Regions from separate parts of the Mus musculus genome. Here region 2 is linked to region 1. A link is a contact called in public promoter capture Hi-C data. All regions are on one chromosome and are shown on one strand. The core of a region is the stretch at or near the end of the contact, and the rest is flanking DNA. Distances in the headings are between cores, read along the strand shown.

The links. Promoter capture Hi-C pulls out the DNA fragments that hold promoters and counts their contacts.
Region 2: a promoter capture Hi-C map of embryonic stem cells shows a contact between it and region 1, with 5 read pairs. The contact joins the promoter of Fam131b here to the promoter of Dennd11 in region 1. A contact is called at or near these places in 2 of 39 promoter capture datasets (cranial neural crest and embryonic stem cells) and 1 of 9 other capture datasets (liver).

The regions. Positions count from the first base shown.
Region 1 is chr6:40,431,799-40,438,048 of GRCm38.p6, forward strand. It overlaps Dennd11 (DENN domain containing 11), which reads right to left and starts at 4,337. Exons shown (of 9, transcript NM_001356375.1): 1 at 4,060-4,337. The coding sequence starts at 4,327. It also overlaps a transcript of Wee2 not described here.
Region 2 is chr6:42,321,740-42,327,897 of GRCm38.p6, forward strand. It overlaps Fam131b (family with sequence similarity 131, member B), which reads right to left and starts at 2,901. Exons shown (of 7, transcript NM_029528.5): 1 at 2,703-2,901; 2 at 168-277. The coding sequence starts at 2,730.

The DNA of each region.
Region 1 (6,250 bases), core at 3,087-5,586:
TTATTTATTATTTTTGAGATAGGTTGCAATGCAGCCCAGCATAGCCTTGAATTCTAGGATTGTCATGCATGGGCCACACCTGGCTGCTATGTGTGACTGATTGCAAATATTCCCATTTGACAGATGCATCATTCACACAGGTGAAGAGATATTTGCATAATGTGGGTAAGAGCTACAGGTGGCAAGAGAACAGGTGATTCAACAGTAGCCTGGAAAGAAACATCTGGAAAACCCCACCAGGTGATGCTCTTTCCCCTTCTGAGCAACCCCAGACACACAGACACACACAGACACACACACACAGACACACAGACACACACACATACACAGACACACACACACACACACACACACACACACACACACACAGAGCTCAGGAAAATGCCCACAAATGCCCACAAAATAACAGCTGCCTAAAGTAACTCTCATAAAGAGAAGGTCTAAAGTAGGCAGATTCACAGGATGCCAGGCAGGAATTGAGGGGTAAAACTTCATCGGCATCTATTACTCTGGGGTGACAGCCCTGCCAGCCCAAGTGTGAGCATACCTTTCTCAAAGAAGCAGAGAAAAGGAAATTTTACTAGAAAGTCTAAGAACAGATTTAAAGTCGGGTCTGAAATCATAGAACACACACACAGAGCGAGCAATATTCTGGCTGCCAACCTCTTCTACCCAGCGTGCCAACTTAGCATCTGTGACTGGTTTCAATAGCAGCTTTGTAGCCCAGATGGCCAGCACCACCACCCTACAGCTAGTTCTCGGCTCCAGATAGAGACTCTGTGTGTGTGTGTGTGTGTGTGTGTGTGTATTTGCATGTGCCTTACCTTGAACCTGACGCCCTTGATCTTCCTGCCATTTGTACGCCAACCAACCAACCATAACTTTCCAGCAATAAGTCAGGAATCCAGAGAAAACTATCACGTCTGTCCTTTCCTGTCTGATTTTTCAGACAGATGCCCCCAAAAGCTTCCCAACACGTATGTTTAAAAGTGTGAACGAATTTCTCTCCTCCTTCCCGCCCTAAAACAGGAACTCACATTGTCCCAGGGATCCGCTCCACTCTCCTATTCCTTCTGTGATGGTTAATTTTGTCTCTTAGCATCACTGGATTTCCAGTCATCTAAGAAACACAGCCCTGGGGGTGGGGGTGTCTTTCGGGGTGTTCCTGCAAAGGTTTGACTGAGGAGGGGAAGCCCACTCAGAAGGTGGGGGTCATCATCCCATGAGTCCTGGACTGAGTAAGAAGGGGAAAGCAGGCGGGGTGTCAGCTTCCTGTGCGTGTGATGTCACTATCACCTCATGCTCTCATCAGCACGTCTTCCCTGTCACGTCTGACTGAATCTCCTCAAACCACAAGCCAAACCCTTCCTTCTGTGAGTTGCTCTTGTCAGACAGACAGACAGACAAGCCACAGCTATGGGTTCTCTCCTCCCATTCCGTGTGTGTGTGTGTGTGTGTGAGATGTCCCTACACACTGACTTGTAGATATGCCCAAGGTAACCCATATCGGGTGAGAGGACACACGAAATCCACTGCCTGGGTGGTGACTGGGTTGATTTAGCTCCTAAAAATGAAAAGTGAGGACAGAGGACAGGAAGGACATGGGGAAGTGATGTCAGGGCAGAGGAAGAACCCGAAACAAAACCCTCACACCTATGAAGTTAAGGTGACTCGTTCTGATTTGTGTACAGCAGCCTTATCTACTTGACTACTTCTGGTAATGCAGGCTGAGGAACCTGCCTGGTGGCCCAGTATTAATTAGGAACACGTGGCAGATGGGACTCAGGAAAGTAGAGAAGACCCTAGATTAAGATGAGAAGACAATACTGGTCACGGTGATGGCGCCAGCTTGCAGGACAACAGCAGGCCTCACGATCCTTTCTCAACTGGCCACCCTCAACCACCATACACAGGGGCAAGGCAGTCCTCTTTCCTTTGTCCTGGGGCGGAGGTGTGTGACTTCACACAGTCCTTGGCTACTTCTAAGAGATGTGCTATAAAACTTTATTTTACACAGGAACTCCCAGTATATTTCACAGGATGAGAGGAGCCATATAGAAGGCTGGCATAGCTTAGAGGAAAAGAGGTGGGCAGGAAACAGCTGCTTTCTCCACCAAAACTAAACCAAGTTAACAATGCTCACCCAAGTGCACACACCTTCCTCTCTGCAGATCCCCAAGGGAAGTGACCAGGCAATGTGAGGGGCCAAGGTTCAGGCAGTGGAGTGTGCTAGAAAGATATTGGTTAAGCTGGCTCATTATTTCCAAAATATGTAACCATCCTTGGTGCCTTTCCTCATAAGCAAACTAGGTATAAAATAATCAGCAAATTGCAGAGTGGTTAGAATGAAATCAGAGTAAAATGCTTGCACAAATGTCACAGTATTAGTAACAGCTCTTGCCTTTTCATAGTAACCTTAGTATAAAAACCAACCCCCCTCTCTGTCTCTGTCTCTGTCTCTGTCTCTGTCTGTCTGTTGGTCTGTCTGTGTCTGTGTCTGTCCCCCCTCCTCCCCCCTCACACACAGACAGTATAAACCAGAAAGCCAGTCACCAGCTGTGAATGGAAAGATATGGGAGCCCCTACAAGGGCCTCAATCTCCGTAATCAATGAGAGTAATGGATCGATAATCCATTTTATCAGCTCTACCTGTGACTAGTGTGAGATTTCCTTCCCCCCTCCTTTCCCTAGACTCTATCACCAGACAGCTACCATTATGCAGTCAGAAAGCCATTAATGTCTCGTTCCCAGTTCTGAACCTCGGGTGACTCTCAAGCTTGCCTCGATTTACCTGAGCACAAATCCTGACTGTATGAGTCAGGGCAGTATGTGTGATGACCATTAATAAGCACGGAGGGGGCCAATACTGAGTTTCCTATCAGGAAACTCGGGCTTCCCTTAGTTTGAATGTTCTGGTTGTGATGCAAATTTAATTCGATATGGCAGGTTAAAGTCAGAAAAGTTTGAAAGACTGTGGGATAAGGCAACAAGTAGACGGGATGGGGGTGGGGGCTGAGTTCTTCCCACAAGTCCTGCCGCTAGGAATAGGGCATTCGCCTTTGTAAGGAGCCTGTTTGCTGGCTCAGAATCGTTGACCATGGTTAAGCCACCCACCCTAGAAGCCACCAGCATCCATCATCTCTGAAGTACCTGGCACATAATCCTATTTCTTCTTCCTAGCCCATCCATCCTCTCAGGGTTGGAAGACTGGCTGGGAACTTCCAGAAGGAAGAAAACCATCCTTCCCTCACAAACACCAGCTCCTCACGCTAGCAGCTCAAAGGAGAAATCGAGGAAGAAGCATCCGAGCATTCCTCTTCCTCAAATAAGCAGCTGGGGGATTCCAATGCCTTAAGCTGGAGCCCACAGCCATTCGTTCACTTTTATCCCCTCGCGGAACCGCCTACTGTTGCAACGCACTCCCCACCCCGGAGTGGGTGGCTAGGGTAGAGACGGTGTGACACAGCCAGTGAGTCTTCCCAGAAAGGCAGCCTGCCAGCGAAAGCTTCTCCAGCCCCATCCCCTAACGCTCTCACGTTAATTCCTAAAAATGAAGCCTTCGGAGAAAGTGAACTAGGCGGCTGGGAAAGTTACGGCGCAGGGAGCAATCCGGAGCAAGGGCAGGCGCAGAGCAGGGTCGTTCTGAACCCTCGTGGGAGGCGACGTACGCGGGAGGGGGGGGGGTGTCTTCCTCTCGGCGTCTATAAGAACCTTTCAGCCCAGCAGGAAAACAGAGAAAACAAAAGCCAATGTGCCCGCTGCCGCAAACCAATCCTCCCGCACTGAAGCGGAGCAAATAGGAGAGCGGCGACTAGGCGGCGGAGCGGAGCTGAGAGCGGCGGCGGGACGGAGCAGGGGGCGGAACAAAGCCCCCGGGATCCCTCGGCTCCAGTCTGGAGACACAGCGCCCCCGTGCCCCGGGACCCCCGGGCAGGGAGGGATGCAGGTGTGTGGGTGCGAGTGCGTGCGCAGCGAGTCCCTCCCCCGCGCCCCCGAAACCCAGTGTGCAGTCTCCCCCACCGCCCCCCCCCAATCCTTCCATCCCTAAGTGGCTCTCACCGGAGCGAGGATCGAAGGTGACCACGAACACGGCCACCACCTGGTCCTCCTCTACGTCGCCTAGCTCTAGGCGCCCCGGCTGCAGCAGCACTTCGGGGGGAGCTGGCTCGTCGGGTTCCCGCCTTCGGGGCGCCTCCGCGGCCACTCGGCCCTCCCCACTGCCGCCCCGGACCCATCCTCCAGCTTGCAGCGCGGGGTCCTGCGGCACAGAGACCGCGGGGCCCTCGGCCCAGCGCAGCAGCGGCGCCGCGTCTCCCTGCTCCACCATGGCGAGGCGAGGCGGAGCCGGGGCGCGAGGGGCGGGGCAGGCTGCGGGCACTCCCCTCCGGGCCTGCCCGCCCTGCCGCTTTCTGCGGTGCGGAGGCTCTCTGGGTGCCCGCTGGGCTTGGCCACACCTGCCCCTGCTCGGACACCAGCGCACTTGCTTGGTCCCGGAGCTCTGGAAGGTGGCCCGCACGGGTTCAGCGCCCCGTGGCCTGGTCCGGGCTTCAGCTCTGCATCTCTGTATGTGGGTGCTCTTGATCCATAGTGTAGGGTGCAGGACGCGCATCCCTTAGTCTGTCACCTGCGCGTGGGTTGAAGAGCCTTCCCAACTAGGATTCCACTGTGAATTTTTGAACGTCACCATTATGGAGCGGAGCACATATATTATATAATCCCGAGAGCTTGGTGAAAACTGCCTCCAAGTCAGGAAGTGAAGCAGAGGACATCCCAAGTGTTTCAAATACACACACAAATCAAGATCAAAAGGACTGTAAGGTTGCCATTGGGCATTTAACTTTATTTATATAACAGGCTGGTCGAGATAGTGATCATTAATTTATTTCCTTGCATATATGCAGTTTGGAGATATTAAGCTGGAGGGCTGGGGTGGGGGTGGGGGGCATTCTACATTAAAATAAGCAGGAAAAAGTGAGTAGGAAAGCAGCCCTTAAGCCTGTCTGTGGCTTTGGTAAGTAAGGATTGCCAATGAATTCCCTCTGAATATTTACAAATAAAAATTTGAATTTCTCAGTTCTTGGAAGGGGGTAAATCTGGTGACTAACTTAGAGGTATGCATAAGAAATATCCATTAAAATTATGAAAAAAATAAGATAGCAAGAGACAATTATTTTTAGATAGAATTCACCTCATGTTTCTGACAAGGACTTGGTAAAATTTTTGTGTTACCTGTTAACTCCAGGGACTTTGTGAAGCCCAGGTCTCCCTGCTTTGATCCTGTTCCCAAGAGGATCATCAATGACTGCCTACCCACAGCTGCTGCTAGTTCCAAATATGTGACTCACGCCTTAACAGTAAAACGTTTTACCAAAAAGTAGTGATTGCTGTCATCATCATTAGTTAGTTCACCCTAACCCCCATCCCCTAAAGACATGTTAAGTGACTACCTCACTCAATTAATGGAGTAATTACTGAAATGGGAGTCTGGGGAATGTACAGTCCAAGCCAGGGCTAGGGCACAATCCAGTTTAAATTCAAGGGCACATCTGCTTGAGTTTTGCACAAACTCTGAAGGCCAGACAACAAAGCCCACTACTTCAGAAACTGAGGCACAGCCAAAGCTGAAGTTGAGAAGTACAAGATTCTATTTTTAGATACAAAACTCGGTTGATAGATAATCCTTAACCACTTTCCAAAGTCACCGGTTTTAGGGCAAATGGGTTGGTCGGTTCTTTCTTTTCTTTTTCTTTCTTCCTTCCTTCCTTCCTTCCTTTCTCTTTTTTAATAGTTGTGTTGTTTGTTTTTGGTGTTTTTCTTCTTGTTTTTGTTTTGTTTTGTTTGAGGCACTTTCTCTATGTAGTCCTGGCTGTCCTGGGACTCTCTCTATAGACCAGGCTAGCCTGGAACTCAGAGATCCTCCTGCCTTTGCCTCCCAAATGCTGGGATTAAAGGTGTGGGCACCATCACCGTCCGGCTGGTATTTTTCTTTCTTACTTGAGAAAAATACTTTCCTGGGTTGTTGTTGTTGTTGTTGTTGTTGTTGTTGTTTGGCAATGTCTACCTCTCCCACCACCCCCTAATTTAATGTCCTACATATATACCGATAAATCAACTTGTAATGTCCATACCAACCACCTCTCTGTACATAAAAGCAGTTTTCAAACTGACAGCCATGTTCTGTCTTCAGCATATTCTAGTTCACCAACCATGGAGCCTAATAATATATTCCTGGTGCTTTGCATAATATTGC
Region 2 (6,158 bases), core at 1,651-4,150, 1.9 Mb after region 1:
GAGAAAGACCTCAGTGTGGAGCATTTGGTGTGTGTTTTAGGGAAGCAGGGGGATCTATGAGGAGGACTCCCCGCTTGGGGCTTTATGGGATGATGAAATGGGTGAAGCAGCTAGGAGCTTGGGGGAGGTGATTGTAGAGGATGGGCTTCGGAAGCATCCAGCCTTACCTCTGTCGAAGGCCGATGGAGACTGCTGCCATGCAGCGAGCTGGTGCTGTCCATGTTGATCTGATCAACATCCTTGAGGCCTTTCCAGTCCACGGCAATCACTTCGTTCCCTAAAGCAGCCAGAAGATTAGTTTCTTACCTTCATTTCACTGGCTTGCTGCTTCCCTTTCCATAAAAGGTAGAGGCCACACCCTAGGGTCCAGCCCCTCCTCCTCCACCCTCAACACCTCCGTGTCTCCCAATGTCTGCTTCCTACTATCCATTTCCTTCTATGTCTACCATTCCCTAATTTCTGGAGAGAGAAATAATATGTGAAATGAAACACTCATTTTCAGCTCAGTGGGGAATAGCATACTTAGGGAAAAAAAAGCTTTCTGGCCTTTTCTGGTGTTGTTTACACAGAGAGGGAGGGAGTCAAAGACCAAGCTGTATCAGGAAAACCATTCTCCATTCTGTGCTGAGCAATTGTTGAGATTGTCTTTATTGGATCCAGACTGCTCATCAATTACTGCCCTAAAAACAAGGACACAGCTTTCTAGGGGAACCTACTCGACTTGATATTTGAGGGATGAGAGGAATGAGGCTTCCCCCTCCCTCAAGGCCTTCCTAAGCGGCAGGAACTTGGTTGACAGGATGATACTGGGGATAGAGGCAGCTGGGAGGTGAAAACTTAGGACTGTTTCCCAGAGAGCCAGAGGGCTCCAAGATGAGATGGATGCTTTGAGCCCAATTCTCTTGGGGGACAGGGAATAGATTCAGGAAATAGAGATAGTAACAAGAAACAAGAGGACTTCATAATTTCAGAGCTAAAAGAACAGAAATTTAAGGTGAGAAGACAGAAAACAATGGCAGAGGTGGACAGGACACTTTGAGAACTGGTGAAAAAGTCGGGAACCAGGAGGGAGATTCCTGACCTAAGTGCAAGGTTTCCTCTGTAACTCTTGGGGAAGAATTCCTTGAGTATTTACAGAGAGATTCAAGAATAATCGGGTGGCAGCCATCCGCCCTTGCTTACATGAACTTTTGCTTTTTGGGTTTAGGATCATAGGTCCCCCCCCCCCCCCTTTTTTTAAAGAAGTGCACTGACTAGGTCTTGGGCAGGAAGAAGCATCCAGCATGCAGCAATAGAACTGGCGACAAACAAAGGGGATGGCGGTCCCAGGGACTGACAGGTAGGGCTGGGCTGCCACACATCCAAAGTTGTTATGCCTTCTCTTGGGATCTTGTGAAACGATGAGAGACAGGACTAGGACCTGTGGCTAGGTCAGAAAGACATCTGGACCTATCAGTAATGGGGCAGGCAGAGCAAGCTCTCTCGGAGAAGAGTGGGAGCGAGGGGAGGGAGGGGGTGGCCTTTGAGGAAGAGGGGGAGCTGAGTCAGAGCCTTAGGGGGCAGGGAGATGGAGGGGAGGAGAACAGGGAAAGAGGTAAAAGCAGAGGAGGGTCTCCATGGAAATAAACCGGGTCTCAGAAATCAGGCTTCCGGAGAGTGTAGTTTGTTTGTAATAATAATACGAATTATTCTCTCAGCCTGAGGTCACTAGGGCGTGTAGGCGGGAGAAATTGGGAGTTAGGAAGGGGAAAATTGGGGGGTTTGGGAGAGGACTGTACTAATGTGTTCAGCCCTAAAGTGGAATGGATGCGTAGGGTGGGGGTAGGGGGCGGTAGTAAGGCAGGGGCTGGAAGGAGAGGACCATTAAGGAAGCGCCTTTCTTCCCTCCCCCTGCCAAAGGTAAATAAAAAGCCGGCCCTGCTCCGCCTGCCCCCGCTGACAGGTGCAGGCGGGTCCCAGGGTTCCTAGGCGGACCCCACCCTCTGGGAAGCGGACTCCCGACCTCTCTCGGGGAGGTAAACCTCCACCTCCTCCCTGAGTCCACGGCTCTTCCAGAGCACCCCGGCCCAAGACCATTCCCTCCAAGCGTGGAACCCATTCCCTCCCGGTGGCACACGCTCTTCCCGCCCCCGCCCCAGAGGGAAAATGCACGTGAACAAAGCAAATCGGGGGGAGGCAGGAGCGACGGGAAAAGGCTACCAAGAGGGAAATGGTTGGGGGCAAAACACACATGCCATATGGAGAAGAGGGTGAAGATGGGAGGGGGCGTGCGGAAGAAAGTCAGGGATGAGGCTGGAGAGGAGGTTCTGAGAAGAGGGGCTGCTCCCGAAAGAAGGGCTCGGGGAGGCTCTGGCTACAGCAGAGTAGACGCGAATGGCCTGAAGGTGGAGGGATGGGGCCATCGGGAGTAGGGAACAGCGACTGAGCCGCGAAGGATGCTGTGGAGAGGCTACCAGGGAAGGACCGCGCCTGCGGGAGGGCGATGGAGAGAAGGCTATGAGCTGAGAGGGATGGAAGCCCTGGAGGCGCGAGGGCACAAGGATAGAGGGACCTTAGCGGATGGAGGGAAAGTAAAGGCGCGAGGCAGGGCCGGGCGGGCGCGGAGGGAGGTCCCCAGGGGCAAGGATGGGGATGGGGGAGGGGGCCGGAGGAGCGCCCCGGGGCGAGCTTGCCCCTGACCCGCGCCGGGCTGCGGTACCCACCCACAGTCCGCGAGCCGATGCAGCCCATGGCTCCGGGGGCCGCCGGGTCCCGGCCCTCACCGACTCGGGGCCCTCGCCGGGGGGAGCACCGGGAACCGCGCCGCCGCCCCAGCCGCTCTGCAGCGCCGCGGCTGTCTCCGCTCGGCTCCGCTCCCCCCTCCCCTCTCCATCCCTCCCCACGGCAGCCTCCGTCGCCGCCGCTGCCGCCGCCGCCACCGCCTGGCTCCCCCGCCCCGCTCAGCTCTCCGCGGCCGGGGAGGGGGCTGCTCGGGGATTGGCTGCGCGCAGAGCCTCCCCGCCCTGCCCCCGACCGGGCACCGCGCTCCCCGCGCCCCTCGCCGCGCTGCAACCACGTCCCTCCGCCTGTCCTTCGCAACCCCCGCCCCTGAGCTCCTCGCCATCCCCGCTGAGTTCTCCCGGGAGATGCTGATGGAGAATGTGGATAATAACCCGCTTGTCTCAGGAGCCCGGTCAGGAAGCCAGGGCCCACCCTTAGGATATGCTTGATGGACTTTGAGGGCTGCGGGGTGAGAAGGCCGAGAGAGAAAGTGGGGCGGAGATGAGAGAACACCCTGCTTGGCCTTGGGTACCAAATTCCGCAAACATTTGTTTTCTTCCTGATGCTGCATCTGGGACGCACGAATCGGGATTGGATGCTGTTCTGGTTGCCCGGCGTTTCACGTGCGTTGCTTTGCCCACCCAAACATATTGTGAAGTCTTTGCCAGTGGATGCTGCGAGATGCTTCCCTGTCCTCTAGCTGTTTTGGGATGGGTGTGGGGATGGTGCAAGTATTCTAGCTCTAGGCTTGGGTCCGGATGGGAGGAGAATGGGAATAATTCTATTGCAGCTGTAGGGAAATGAAAATATCAGGATCGGAAACCGGCCGCAAGACATGGCTTTAAATCAGAATTTAACTTTTCTGAGCTTTATGTGGATGTCCGGAAGCAGCAAAAGGGAGAATACTGCCCCCTGCCGAGAAGGGTCAGCACTACACCAAGGGCCCCATGGGAAAGGAAAGGGAGATCTGAGTTGGGAGAGTCAGCAGGCACTATTTCAACTGGCAAGAAGAGTCTAGAAGACACACTAGGAAGGACAAGGAGACCATTTCCTCTTAGTCGAACCAGTAACTGCAAACCTTGGGCAAGCGGGTCTGGGTGGTACCATTGACAACAATGGTAACAACAAAAAGCAAACACTAATTCTGGGCCAGCTTGTTTTCCATAGGTTTTTGTCTCTTTCCTGGGATTAGAGAGGAAGAGGGGCAGGAGGCCTTGTGGGTTTGAGGCAGAGAAAAAGGGCATGCCTTACACGTGTAAGTTTGTGACATTTAGATTATGATTGAGGAATTACGTCTGATGACATCCCAGATGAAGATATGGGAGAGGATAGATATTTTTGCTCATTTTGGTACTATAACAAAATTCCTGAGACCAGGAAGTTTATAAAGATTGGAAGTTTGGAGGCTGGAAAGGCCAAGAACTTAGTGTTTGCAACTGCTGCAAGTGTCCTAAGGGCTTTGATGCATTGTAACACTTCGAGGAGATGATATGATGAGACAGGATGAATATGTTAGCTTCAGCCTCTTTCATAAAGCCTCTAGTGCCAACCTCTGTGACCTTCACTAATCCTTACTATTGCTCTAAGACCTTGTATCCAAATAGCATTACCATATGAATTCAAGGATTAAATCCAAGTCGCAGATTTGAAGGGCCACTTGCAAACTCTATCAGAAACTGGCACTAACTGCAGATCTGGGAGGTGAATTTAGAAGGTCTGGGAATTTGATCTGCCCAGCTGCCTTCTGGTCCCTGCAATGACAGTTACTTCTCAGCACATGGGGCATTCTGTCCCATTCTCTGGATCTTTTGAGGCAAGGCTAATGAGTTCCAGTTTTCATAACCAAAGCAAACTTCCTGGAAGACAATTTGACAGTATAGATCATATATATATATATATATATATATATATATATATATATATATATATGTAAAATATTTAAAATTTCATCTGCTTTTACACTTGTTATCTGCTTAACATAAATTGTTCGGGAGGCAGAGCAGAAAGATTGAGTTCAGTCATGGCTGGGTTACGTAGAGAGTTCAAGAACAACACTGCTAACTTTGTGAGACTCTTAATCGCAAAAGGAAATTTTACAAAAGGCCTGGGTGAGCACTTGCCTAGAATATCCAAGGCCCTAGGTTCAGTTCCCAGCAACAACCGCAGTTCTAGTTTGCTATCTACTGCTATGATAAACACCATGACTGAAAGCAACTTGGGCAGGAAAGAGCTTATCTTACAGCCTGCAGTCCATGGGAAGTCAGAGCAGGGCTATAAAGTAAAATGATTAGTTTTTAGTTTGTGCTTAAAACAATACATATCCTTCCTGCCTTCCATCAGTTGTTTTTTTTTCTATCCAAGTAACTGATGGAATTTCTTGAGAAATACTTATGTTTTACACAACTCTACCTCAAACAGACTTACAGTTTGACCCTCAGCAAAATCCTAATATTGATTGGCTCATATTTGAAGTTTTAGAATACAAGGCTCTGGCAGAGTGCCCCCATGTGGCACTTCCTAACTGGTTCCCTTTGGGACAGAATCCCAAGGTGAAACCATCTCATCACTTCTCTTGTTCCTACTGCATGCCTGTGGCCCCTTGGGGGTACCTCTTGGATAGAAGAACACAACCACAGGTCAGTGGCAGTACTGTGTACTATGCAGACTCTTGTCCTAGGATCTATGGGTAGAATAAAAAAAATCCATTAACTTTGTATGGGGAAAAAAAAAAACCTACATCAATATTCACTAGCAGGTAACTGAAACATTTCCTTTACTTGAGCGACCCCTATAAGCAGAAAACCACAATAGTGTTACATCACCAATGTATCTTCATCAGCGGTCAGAATCACAGATGCTTGCATTACAGAACAGTCTTTGGAGATCTTTTTCTATGATATTCTTTACATTACTACTCTTTTGAAATCATTAAAAAGTATACTTAAAATTATATTTGCTTCTTACATTTGTTATTTAATGATTTTATTGAGAAGCAACAAGGCATGCACGAAGCCCTGGGTTTTGTTTTGGTTAAGGCAATGATAGTAATTATTTTATTTTGAGAGGTTTTTGAACATATACTGTGATTACATTTAACTACCATTTTACTCTATTACTACTTTCCCTGTGAACTCCTTTATCTCCCTAGATCCCCAGTGGTTATACCACTGAAGAAAATGTTCCCTTCCCCCCAGTCTAGTAGCAATTTTCAGCCAACAGCTCTTCAGGAAGGGCCTTGTAGTACCTTTGCTATCATTGATGGGATGCTGAAAGTCTTTTCTAGTTGTTCATAACTGCTGTGTGTCCATGATTCCACACACAATTCTTGAATCCTCTAGTTCTTGAGTTCTTTATGGCCACTCTTTCGCAATATTTGATGCTGTATATGGCAGCAAAGG